2 separate regions of the Hordeum vulgare genome follow, and region 1 is linked to region 2. A link is a contact called in public Hi-C data. All regions are on one chromosome and are shown on one strand. The core of a region is the stretch at or near the end of the contact, and the rest is flanking DNA. Distances in the headings are between cores, read along the strand shown. Region 1 holds the start of LOC123400146. Region 2 holds the start of LOC123400144 (receptor-like protein EIX1).

Region 1 (5,904 bases), core at 488-2,987, 140 kb after region 2:
CAATCAATCTGGACCTTTAATATATGCATCCAAGTTTAATCTTCGTATCGGAAAGTAAAGAATATCATTGATTGGCATTGATTTTCCAGACTGCAAATCATTGCAGTACCACACCAGGTGACGCTGCAAAATCCTCATGGAAAAGAACATATGATAGTTTTGGCCGAAAATAAAATATGATAGTGAGAGATTGACACTGATGCTATGTCCACTATGTTTATTCCCTCATAGTTTTAAAAAGGCATATTTCAGCAATAAATTATAGAAATGTTATTCCCATGATAAATTTAATGATAGTATTTTCCACATCACCTCCAATCTAAAATATTTTAATACCTATTGCTACTAATCAAAGTCAGGGAAATTTAATTTCACACTTTCCAGCAGAATTTACAAAAGAGAGGCTTTTTTGGCTCAAAGGGAAAGTGGAGGGATAGGAAATGTTCGTTAATCAACATTTGTCGTCCGTTCAGCTCAAATGGAATGGAGCAATGGAAAAGTAGAGGAATGTTTTCTTACATCCCAATTTCAAAGGGAAACCGTCGGAATTTTACAACCTACTTGGACTTCCTTTTCTACCATCTCTGTCACGGTTTTGAAGGCACGGTTAAGTTTGCGGGCATTTCCACAACACACAAGGTTTAAGACGCATTGCATTTACTCCTAGTAGCTAATTAGTATTTTGTTGTACTACTTCTATATACATGTGTAGTATGAATGCTATTTTTTAACTCATTTTAGAGCCAATCAATAACCACCTAGGTTCTAGAGGATTTTCATGCACGCCTTCTAAACCGTGACGGAGTAAGTATATGACATCTATGTATGAAGTACGGGGCTCAAGCATAGTTCGGTTTCAAAATAAAAATTTCTAGTAGTATTTTTGGATCACCTCTTTCCCCTCGAGTATTAGGAAATTTTTAGTAGTATTTTTGGATCACCTCTTTCCCCTCGAGTATTAGGAAATTTTTAGTAGTATTTTTGGATCACCTCTTTCCCCTTGATTATTAGGAATTTTCTTCATGGAAATTTACAGGTAAATAAGTAGAACATTCAACAATATTCGTTGACATTTTTTGAGAATTTTTCATTGTAATGTTCACGTGGTGCACTTGATCTGGTGAGTCGGGAGTAGAAACTACATATCCTCGTGAAACCCTCATCCTATAATTAATTATTTCCTCGCGGAAATCCTATTAATTAATAATTAACCAATATGGCAGCCTGGCAGGTCATTTATACCACTTATAAAAAAAGGAATATAAATATATAAGTTGGACGGAGGATTCGCGGCTTTGGAATCTATATATGCCGGGCGCATATACGACGAGGGCGTCCGGACACAGACCATCTCCCCCCAATTGCTCGTCTCCTCCTCCTCCGCAATCAGGCTCGACAAACGAGCCGGTGCACCCAACTTATCATGCGCGTCAATGAATGCCACGCCACACACCCCCCTCAAAAAGAGAAACAAAATGCCATGCCATGCCATGCCATTGCTAAACTAAATAAAATAAAATCTCAGGGATGAGCGGCCCGTGTTTAGGACGACGACGAACGTCGATGACGATCCAGTCCAACCCCACCCCCCACATCGCAGGCACGGCACGCACGGCTCCATCCACGTGCTGTCCGCGCCCAACCATCCCCACGTCGCCCCCCTGCGTTGCGACGACCCGGCCAGCGGAACCGGAGCCCAACCACCCGCAGCGCCCGGGCGCATGGCATGGCATTGGCATTTGACCCCGGCGCGGGGCTGCGCAAACCCGCGGACAAAACCGACAACGGCCAAAAGTCACCGCGACGTCGGCGGGCGGAGATACAGGGGGCCAAAATCACCGGGAGGGAACACGCCGCCCGTGGGTGGTGTGCGCTGCGCGGGTTCGATACAGCTCACGCGCACGCAGCGCAGCCAGCGCAAGCCTGCCCAAGTAGAGTAACCCCTCCCCAAAAAACCAAAACCGATACCGATTTACTCCCCACCACCGGCAGGCAGGCACCCACCCCCTTCCCCCCTTCCTCCTCCTCCCCCCAACCCCGCCGCCCCCAATTCGGAGGAGGCAGGGAGGAAGGCCGCCGGACGGACGGACGGGGACTAGTAAGTAGCTAGCCTAGACCCCCCCTCCCTCACTCCCTCCACCCATTGCGGCTCGGCCGCAGCCAGGGCAGCAGCGGCCGTCGACATGGACGACCTTAAGCAGATCCTGGCGCGGCCGATCCAGCTGGCGGAGCAGGTGATCAAGTGGTCCGACGAGGCCTACACGTTCCGGCAGGAGTGCATGGACCTCAAGGCCAAGGTGGAGCGGCTGGCGGCCCTGCTCCGCCAGGCCGCCCGCGCCGACCTCTACGAGCGCCCCGCGCGCCGCATCTTCGACGACACCGAGAAGGCGCTCGACAAGGCGCTGGCGCTCGTCGACAAGTGCCGCGCCCACGGCCTCGTGCGCCGGGTCTTCACCATCATCCCCGCCGGCTCCTTCAAGAAGATGACCAACCAGCTCGACAACTCCACGGGGGACCTCTCATGGCTGCTCCGCGTCTCCGCCTCCGCCTCCGCCGCCGACGCCGACGACTTCGACGCCCACATCGGCCTGCCCCCCATCGCGCAGAACGAGCCCATCCTCTTCCTCATCTGGGAGCAGATCGCCGTGCTCTACACGGGCAACCTCGACGCCCGCGCGGACGCCGCCGCCAGCCTCGTCTCCCTCGCCCGCGACAACGACCGCTACTCCAAGCTCATCATCGAGGAGGACGGGGTGCCGCCGCTGCTCAGGCTCGTCAAGGAGGGCCGCCTCGAGGGGCAGGAGAGCGCCGCGCTCGCCATCGGCCTCCTCGGCCGCGACCCCGAGTGCGTCGAGCAGATGGTGCTCGCCGGGGCCTGCGCCGCCTTCGCCAAGGTGCTCAAGGACGCCCCCATGAAGGTGCAGGCCATGGTCGCCTGGGCCATCTCCGAGCTCGCCGCCAACCACCCCAAATGCCAGGACGCCTTCGCGCAGCACAACGCCATCCGACTGCTCGTGGGCCACCTCGCCTTCGAGACCGTGCAGGAGCACTCCAAGTACGCCATCACCTCCAAGATGTCCATACACTCCGTCGTCATGGACAAAAAGAACAACAACGGCATGCCCGACCTGCTCGATGCCGCCGGGGAGCAGCATCAGCATACCACGGGGAGGCACCCTGCTGGAAATGGTTCCCAGACCAAGAACGAGATGCACAGTTTGGTCCAGTCCACCATGGCCTCAAAGTCCAACCCCAACCCCAACCCCAACCCCAACGGCGGCAGCAGCAAGGGCAGTAACGGCGGTGGTGCTATCGCGTCAAAGCAGCATAATGCATCGCTGTCAGGGATGACTACAAGGGGCAGGGAGTTCGAGGACCCCGAGACCAAGGCATACATGAAGGCAAATGCCGCCAAGGCTCTGTGGCACCTCGCCAAGGGAAATGCCGCTATCTGCAAGAGCATCACCGAGTCAAGGGCTCTTCTCTGCTTTGCGGTTCTTCTTGAAAAGGGTGAAGGCGAGGTGCAATACAATTCTGCCATGGCGCTCATGGAGATCTGCAGTGTGGCCGAGCAGAACTCAGACCTGCGACGGTCGGCGTTTAAACCAACCTCTCCTGCCGCCCGTGCTGTTGTTGACCAGCTCCTACGCGTCGTCGAGAAGGCTGAGTATGACGACCTCCTGATTCCCTGCATTGTCTCATTGGGCTGCCTGTCCAGAACGTTCCGTGCAACAGAGACTAGGATCATCGGTCCATTGGTGAAGCTTCTCGATGAGAGGGAAGCAGATGTCTCCAAGGAGGCAGCAATGTCCCTTACCAAGTTTGTGTGCACGGACAATTACCTGCGCGTCGACCATTCCAAAGCAATCGTCGATGCGGGTGGCGCAAAGCATCTTGTTCAGCTCGTGTATTTCAGCGAGCAGGCGGTTCAGCTGGCAGCACTCACCCTCGTATGTTACATTGCACACAATGTCCCAGACAGCGAGGAGTTGGCACAAGCGGAGATCCTCACGGTGCTCGAATGGGCCTCCAAACAAGCATACATGATGCAAGACCCGACGATAGAGAACTTGTTGCCAGAAGCCAAGATCAGGTTGGAGCTGTACCAATCCAGAGGCGCAAAGGGCTACTATTAGGTCACATGTGCTGTGGAGATGCGTGGGAGAAGAATATTAACGGTGTTCTTCTTTACAATGTCCAAGTGCTGTATATACATGGAGTGGCTTCTTTTCATACTCTGGCTGGACTTCTTTTGATCCCAAACATGGCAAACTTTGATTTACATCTTTGGTTGGGTTCTTGGTTCATGGAGGTAATTTTGTTCCAGGTGTCCTGGGGGGGTTTGTAGGCTCGCGCGCGTACAGAACTTGAGTTGCTTTGTGGTGGAGTAGTTTTGGGAGATTAGCATCGTGTACTCTCTTTGGTCTAAATGTTGTATCATGTATATTACATTTCACTCGTCTATCAGAGAAAAATTCTTAAATCATAGAGCCTTACGTTTTTCTTACATATGACCTCATGGTTTGCTTGACTGCTTCTGCAAATTATGCTGCTCAGTTGCTGACTGCAGAAAAAACCTCCAAGTTTTTCATGCTTGAGATGCAACAGAGAGGCTCTAACTGCATCGCTGTTCAACTGCGGCAGAGATTAATATTCTAAAATATGGATGATGAATCTCCCAGGTACATGCTTCCATCTTTATACCGTATCTTTAGAATTGTTTCTTTTCCTTCCTTGCGTACATATTCTCTCGGTGCTGGTCAATCTATATTTTGATATCCAATGCTAGGTGTGTAGCCAGCTTGATTTCTGAATCACTTTTTTTAGCAAACCCCCTTCGATTTCATTGAAAGAAATCATAGTCTGATTACAAACTATTGTTAACCAAATGAAAACCGCAAGAACCAACAACCAACATCCAGGACTAGGTCAATTACAAAACTGGAGGCACGATGACCACAACATGAACATAACATGATCCAGAACCAGAGGCCAGACAATAGGATCAACATAAACATAACATGATCCATGACCTACCAGCTGAAACTATAGGATCTCCATCTGTCAGCCATCATTCCGACGAACTCCCGGCCTCCACCCTTGCGACGTCCTGTAGGCTTCATTTGCTACTCGCTCGACTAACTTTGCTCCCAGCTTCCGCAACATCGTTTCTGGCTCCTTTGTCTGCAAAATTGACCAATCGGCAATCCACGAACGCTTCAGCCTCACAAGGGTTATTGATAGTTTTTCTTTCAAATATAATGTCATTTCTACATCCTCAGATAGTCCAAAACATAGCAACTGCACCAACCAAAACAAGTTTCTTATCATGTTTAGGGAACAATCTGATCCATCTACCCAAGCAATCAGTGAGGCAATCAGGAGTAGAATTTTGATCAAAGGCACATTTCATCAGGCTCCACATCAAACCTCTAGCAACGGAAGAAGTAAAAAACAAATGGTCAATAATAGTCTCATCCTGACCACAAGAGGCACCATTCTTATTACCTTTCCAGCCCCTCTTAAGCAAATTACCTTTAGTTAAAATGCCTTTTCTAGTCACGAGCCAAATAAATATTTTGACCTTAGCTGGGATGAATCACTTATTGATATGAATTTTGGAGTTATTTCCCTCTAGGAAATACGCACGATGGTCGTTTAACTTTTTATATGTCTGCTTTTGCATGTCCACATGAATATACCAGTTCTTGTACGAACCAACCCTATCATTGTGGATGCAGTGCTGGTGAATAAATCATTTGTTGTTCAGGAGCCTTGTTGTATCTTCCCGTTCATGGCTCACACCCTCCACATCATTTCAGGAATGGAAGGACCTCCTTGGGCTTGTGTGACTTTTGGTATACGGCGCATTAACAGCGGCTTCTTTCCATAGCTTCCTCCATC
Region 2 (5,979 bases), core at 521-3,020:
CAGACCAGCAGGTTCTTCTTGTCGATATCATACTCCATATCATACCTGCCCACAGATCAACTCAACGTGAGCTGCTACAAAACTCGCTCTCAAAACATATGCCGGTACAGTACTAATTTTGCTTGGTTATGTGTGTGTGTGCTGTATACGATGATGAACAAGGACATGTACATTCGCACAAAGGAATAGACACGATCGACTGTCGGTTTGCTGTGAATTTGTGACTGCACAAGCCCTTACGAACCGCTGCTCGATGAGTTAGTTCCCTTGCATTCAAGTTAAAAAGCCTAGATCGAATTGACCAGGATGGTTTTCACTTTTCAGCCACAGCCCACAGGTTTGGACTAAGGTGGGGGCGCGCGGACTGCCCTCCTCCCAGGGAGACCTGAGGAATGGTGGCTACATGCAATGCAAGAAGAGGGGCCCCGAAAAACCTGTAGCAGGACTTTGACACCATGGTTATGCTGGTACACAGGAGGATCTTTGGCCTTTGGAACCATATATATCATGGAGGGCTTGAGAATGTGGAAGGCTGCTGGTTGTTTTAACTTTTAACCAAACAGTGTAGTACTCACTTCTTCTCGGTCCGAAATTACTTGTCGCACAAATGTATAAAGTAGCTAGCTGTGTCTGCTCTGTTCCTTCCTTCCCAGCACAACACAATCTCTGTGGACTGTGGTGCCTCAGACCCGTATTTTCTCCTCTCTTAGAGCATCTTTAGCAGACGTCTTAAAATCGTAAACTGTAAAACTGAGATACGATCCAAAACAAGGCATTTTAATGATTCATTTTAGCTACAGCCGAACAAATACTTTAAAAAAAACTGTAAAACTCGGATACGCGCCCCGTCGCCCGTCGGCCGCGCCCCATCACCATGCTGGCCGCACCCCGATGCCCGCCGGCCACGCCCCGTCGCCTCCGCCGTTCGCGCCTTGCTCCGTTGCTAGCTGTGTCGGCCGAGCCATGCCACTTTGCCTGTCCCGACGGGAGGATTCTGGCGGCCAGGCTAAGGTCATGGGATGCCACGGCAAGGTCGAGCTCGTCCAATTCGAATCGGGGCGATTGATTGCAGCGTCTAGCGGTCTTTTTCGATGTGCCGTGATGAATTCCGGCGAGTTTAGAATGGATTCCGGCAAACTCTACGGCGGCGTGTTTGCTTCGATGAGATTTGACCGGTATACAGGGCTCCCTCGGTTCGGTCTTCCAACCTTCAAATATAAGGGTTTTGGGTATGCATTTTCGGTGGCCTTTAAAACATTTATGGGTCGGATCATTTTAAAGGTTTCTGTTTTGGATACTATTTTCGACAAAAACTGTAAAATGTAAAAATTATAAGGGTTTGATTATTTATACGGGGTCTGCTAGAGATGCTATTAGTAAAGATTGGCCACCGGCCTTTTAAGGGATGGTTTTCAGCTCGCCAATTTAGTTTGGGAACAGGAAAACTTAACCGCCGCATGTTGACGCACATACATTAAGCCATCAATTAATAATACTCCGTATATCATAATACATGAAGACATGAGCAGGTAATGATTATTCTATCCTGCAAATAAAAAGGTACTCCCTCCGTCACAGTTTATAAAGCATGCACGTGTACCTAGATCGTTAATTTGACTTATATAAAATATATTATTTAACATAAAAATTATATAATTAGAAAATAGAACATCTAAAGTTTATAATAATATATTTTTTATAATATATGCCTTTCATTAAATTGGTCAAATTAACGACCTAGATACACATGCAGGGAGTAATGGTTATTCTTAAGGAGGTTGGCGGCAAGTCAATTCAAGGTAAGCGGACGCGTTTGCTGTTGCCATCAATCAGCAATTTTAGAAGTACTGTAGGGACATAAATTTCCATGCAATTTCTACTATTCCTGATTGGCTGGCCTACCAAGGTCACATAATCCTACTACCTTTCTTCGGAATAAGTACTGATTGGCTGGCCAAGCAACCACAGATTAACAACCCATTTGCCAAACTCAGACATCATCCATGGATGCAACTGCAGCCTGCCTCCTGCTCATTCTAGCCACCATGGCTGCCTCCTACTCCGTGTACGCACAACAAGCCCGCGATGGGTGCTTCGCAGATGAGAGGGATGCCCTGCTCTCATTTCGAGCCGGCATCAGAAAAGATCCGCAGGGCCTCCTCACCTCGTGGAGTGTCGAGGACTGCTGCCTCTGGAGCGGCGTCAGGTGCAGCAACACAACAGGCCATGTTTTCAAGCTCGACCTCCGCAACAGTTTCTTCTTGGATGATCTGTTCGCTCCCGTGTTCTCCAATAACTCTCATGGAATGCGTGGAGAGATAAGTTCTTCCTTGATTGTTCTGCATCATTTGGAACACCTAGATCTCAGTGGGAACTATCTTGGGGGAGCAGGCGTGCCGATACCAAGATTCCTGGGCTCTCTCCCGAGCTTGGTATATCTCAACCTCTCCTCCATGGATTTCGACGGGAAGGTGGCCCCTCAACTCGGCAACCTCTCCAGGTTACAAGATCTTGACCTCAACAACATCTGGAATCCTAATGAGCATTATGGTGATGATAATAAACTGCACACCGAGGATATATCGTGGTTACCACGTCTCCCTTTGCTAAGGTTTCTCGATATGAGTGGTGTGAATCTCACCGCTGCTGAGGATTGGGTTCAAGTGCTTAGCATGCTTTCTAATTTAAGAGCCCTTCGTCTCCGTGAGTGCAATCTTGTTTTTCCACACACACCTCTTGCTCGTTCTAACCTCACATCACTTGAGATGCTTGATCTAACAGACACTGGGGTTGACACCTTGAATCCAACCTACTGGTTCTGGGATGTTGGCACCATCAAGCACCTCGATCTCACAAACAATGAATTTTCGGGACCATTCCCGGATGCAATGGGAAATATGACTTCCCTTGAGGTACTCAAACTAGGAGGCAATTACCTCACAGGTGTAAGAACCGAATTTCTCAACAGCCTTTGCAACTTGAGAGTGCTAACACTGTGGTCAAATCAGATCAACCAAGACATTTCAGAAGTTTTGAAGGGGCTGCCCCATTGCGCATGGAGTAAGATAGAGTTGCTAGATTTATCTCGTACCAATGTCAGTGGGGAAATTCCAAAGTGGATAAATCAGCTGACTAATTTGAGCATTCTTGAGCTCTCTTCCAATAGGCTTGTAGGATCAATTCCTGTTGAAACGGGCATGCTTGGCAAACTCAGTAAATTGTATCTTGATGGCAATCAGTTGAGTGGTTCTATATCGGAAGAACATTTCACCAGTTTAGTGAATTTGGAGGAACTGGACTTGTCTTACAACTCCCTACACATGATGATCAACTCGCACTGGATTCCTCCCTTTAAACTGCATCTGGCTTTTTTCCCTCGTAGCAAAGTTGGACCTCGGTTTCCTTTGTGGCTTAAAGGGCAGAGCAACATTACTAATCTTGATATTTCTGATGCAAGCATAGTTGATGACCTCCCGGATTGGTTTTGGACTGTATTTTCAAGAGCTCTTTTATGGTACCCTGGGTGAAATATGAGCCGTCAATGCGTAATTAAAGAACGGTAGCGATTGAGTTGTACTGCCCAGCTCGAGGGTGACAGTAGACCATGCACCGCGCGCAGGTGGAGTCCTCCAGTATAAACGTGCTAAGGGCACTTTGGGAAGAAAACATCACAGTCGTGTGGGAAGGAAAAAAGAAACAGCCCGCCCGCAACGGCCAGTCCAACTAGCCCATCGCATCTCACCCCATCCGGCCCTCCCAGTTCGTTCCCCACCGCGGTCAGTACGGTTCCGGCCGTCGCCGGCGTGCGTCGCCCTCCCTCCCCTTCGCCTCGTCGCCGACGGCACCTCCCACTCCTGCTCCCGCTCCTCCTCATCGTCTCCGCGCTGCGGGGAGCGGCGCCGACCGCGGGCGCCGCGGATTCGTGCGCTCACTAGGGTTCCGGGCACCGCCGGCGTGCGTCGCCCTCCCTCCCCTTCGCCTCGTCGCCGCCGGCACCTCCCACTCCTGCTCCCGCTCCTCCTCATCGTCTCCGCGCTGCGGGGAGCGGCGCCGACCGCGGGCGCCGCGGATTCGTGCGCTCACTAGGGTTCCGGGCACCGCCGGCGTGCGTCGCCCTCCCTCCCCTTCGCCTCGTCGCCGCCGGCACCTCCCACTCCTGCTCCCGCTCCTCCTCATCGTCTCCGCGCTGCGGGGAGCGGCGCCGACCGCGGGCGCCGCGGATTCGTGCGCTCACTAGGGTTCCGGCCACCGCCAACGTGCGTCGCCCTCCCTCCCCTTCGCCTCGTCGCCGCCGGCACCTCCCACTCCTGCTCCCGCTCCTCCTCGTCGTCTACGCGCTGCGGGGAGCGGCGCCGACCGCGGGCGCCGCGGATTCGTGCGCTCACTAGGGTTCCGGCCACCGCCGGCGTGCGTCGCCCTCCCTCCGCCGCACAGAGAGAGCCTGCTCCCGCTCCTCCTCCTCGTCGATGCGCTGTGGGGAGCGGCGCCGTCCGCGGGCGCCGCGGAGTTGTGCAAGGCGTGGCTGCTGCAGTCCATCCCCACCGACATGCCCCACCTCCGCCGCCTCCCGGGGGTCCTCTCCACAGGTACCGACCGGCTCCCCCTCTCCACCTCCCCACAATCAGCGAGATTGTTCTTGCGGTGGATCCATTCTGTTTGGTTCCTGGGGAGTACCAAAGTAGTTAGATTGGCGAATTCGGAGCATGGGTTAATTCTCATTTTGCTAGGCTCTGTTAATTGAGTACTGAGTAGTGAAGTTTGTTCTCTATAATAGTGTTTCAGCATAGCCATGTGCCACTGAAATGAGAGTAATGTCTTTGCTTCTTGCAGCAATGAAGATAGTATTACTTGCATATTGAAGAATATTGTTGCTGCAAATCAAATCATTAAAGAGGCCCTTAATAAAGGTGAATCACCCGTGAATTGCTTTGTAAGATAACTCAGAGCTCTTCATTTGTTTTTCTGAACATTCTCTTATGAGCAATTTCATGAAGTGCAGTTCAGGATATAATGATTTAACAAGGTATGAGTTAAAAATAGATAAATTGTGGCAACAAATTGAATATTTTGAAGTAATAAGTTTGACTTATGACTTCCTATTGTTCTGCCTGTATTGGCTGGTGGCTTGTGCATTATCAATATCACGATTCTAAGGGTTCTGTAGTTATGATATTCAATTGATAAGTTATTGTACACAGTCTTAATTAGACTATATAAACTCAGAAGTAATTTGATGTTGTATTTATGCTGCACAATTTGCATTGTGATCATTTTCAATCTGGTAGTACTTATATTCGATTAATCAAAGTGGCATTTCTGTTGAGATACTCAAGCAAATTCCTGTTTTGATGGCTCGAGTCTTGACTTATCCAGAACGAGTTTCATATTATAACATAGAGAAGCTGCGTCAATGTATACGTAATGGACCAAATAAACATCCAGGGGCAAATTTTATAATACAACCTGATGGAACAAAGCTGCAAGTTGTATTTGTTTTTTTTTTTTCTCGCAAAAAAATATATTTGTTTTTTTAAATTCTGATTCTTTTCAACAAGCAGTTTTCATATTTTGCCCTGGACTACATTTAGGCACTTGAAGTACGCTGATAGAACGATCGCCGCACAGGATTTGAATTATGGTTGTATAGTCGAAAGACATTTAGAAGATGGAGACATTGTCCTCTTCAGCAGACAACCAAGCTTGCATAGAATATCAATTATGTCACACAGGGTACAAATTGCTCCATACCATACCATTACTTGCTGAACTAAATAATTTGTCTAACCTTTGATTACTTTTGTATTGAAATACAGGCAAGGATAATGCCCTGGAGAACATTAAGATTTAATGAGTCTGTTTGTAACCCTTATAATGCTGATTTTGATGGAGATGAGATGAATTTGCACGTCCCACAGACAGAGGAAGCTCGTACTGAAGCATTTATGCTTATGGGGGTAGTACTTGCTAACTCTTCTCTGC

The links. Hi-C and Micro-C count contacts between places; a contact is called where the count stands out from the background.
Region 1: a contact with region 2 is called in a Hi-C map of leaf, with 2.2 times the contacts expected there. The contact joins the promoter of LOC123400146 here to the promoter of LOC123400144 in region 2. A contact is called at or near these places in 3 of 6 Hi-C or Micro-C datasets (leaf, seedling and an unstated tissue).

The regions. Positions count from the first base shown.
Region 1 is chr5H:503,635,049-503,640,952 of MorexV3_pseudomolecules_assembly, forward strand. LOC123400146 reads left to right here and starts at 1,738. Exons shown (of 1, transcript XM_045094563.1): 1 at 1,738-4,483. The coding sequence starts at 2,184. The coding sequence ends at 4,136.
Region 2 is chr5H:503,499,697-503,505,675 of MorexV3_pseudomolecules_assembly, forward strand. It overlaps LOC123400144 (receptor-like protein EIX1), which reads left to right and starts at 1,771. Exons shown (of 2, transcript XM_045094562.1): 1 at 1,771-3,495. The coding sequence starts at 2,004.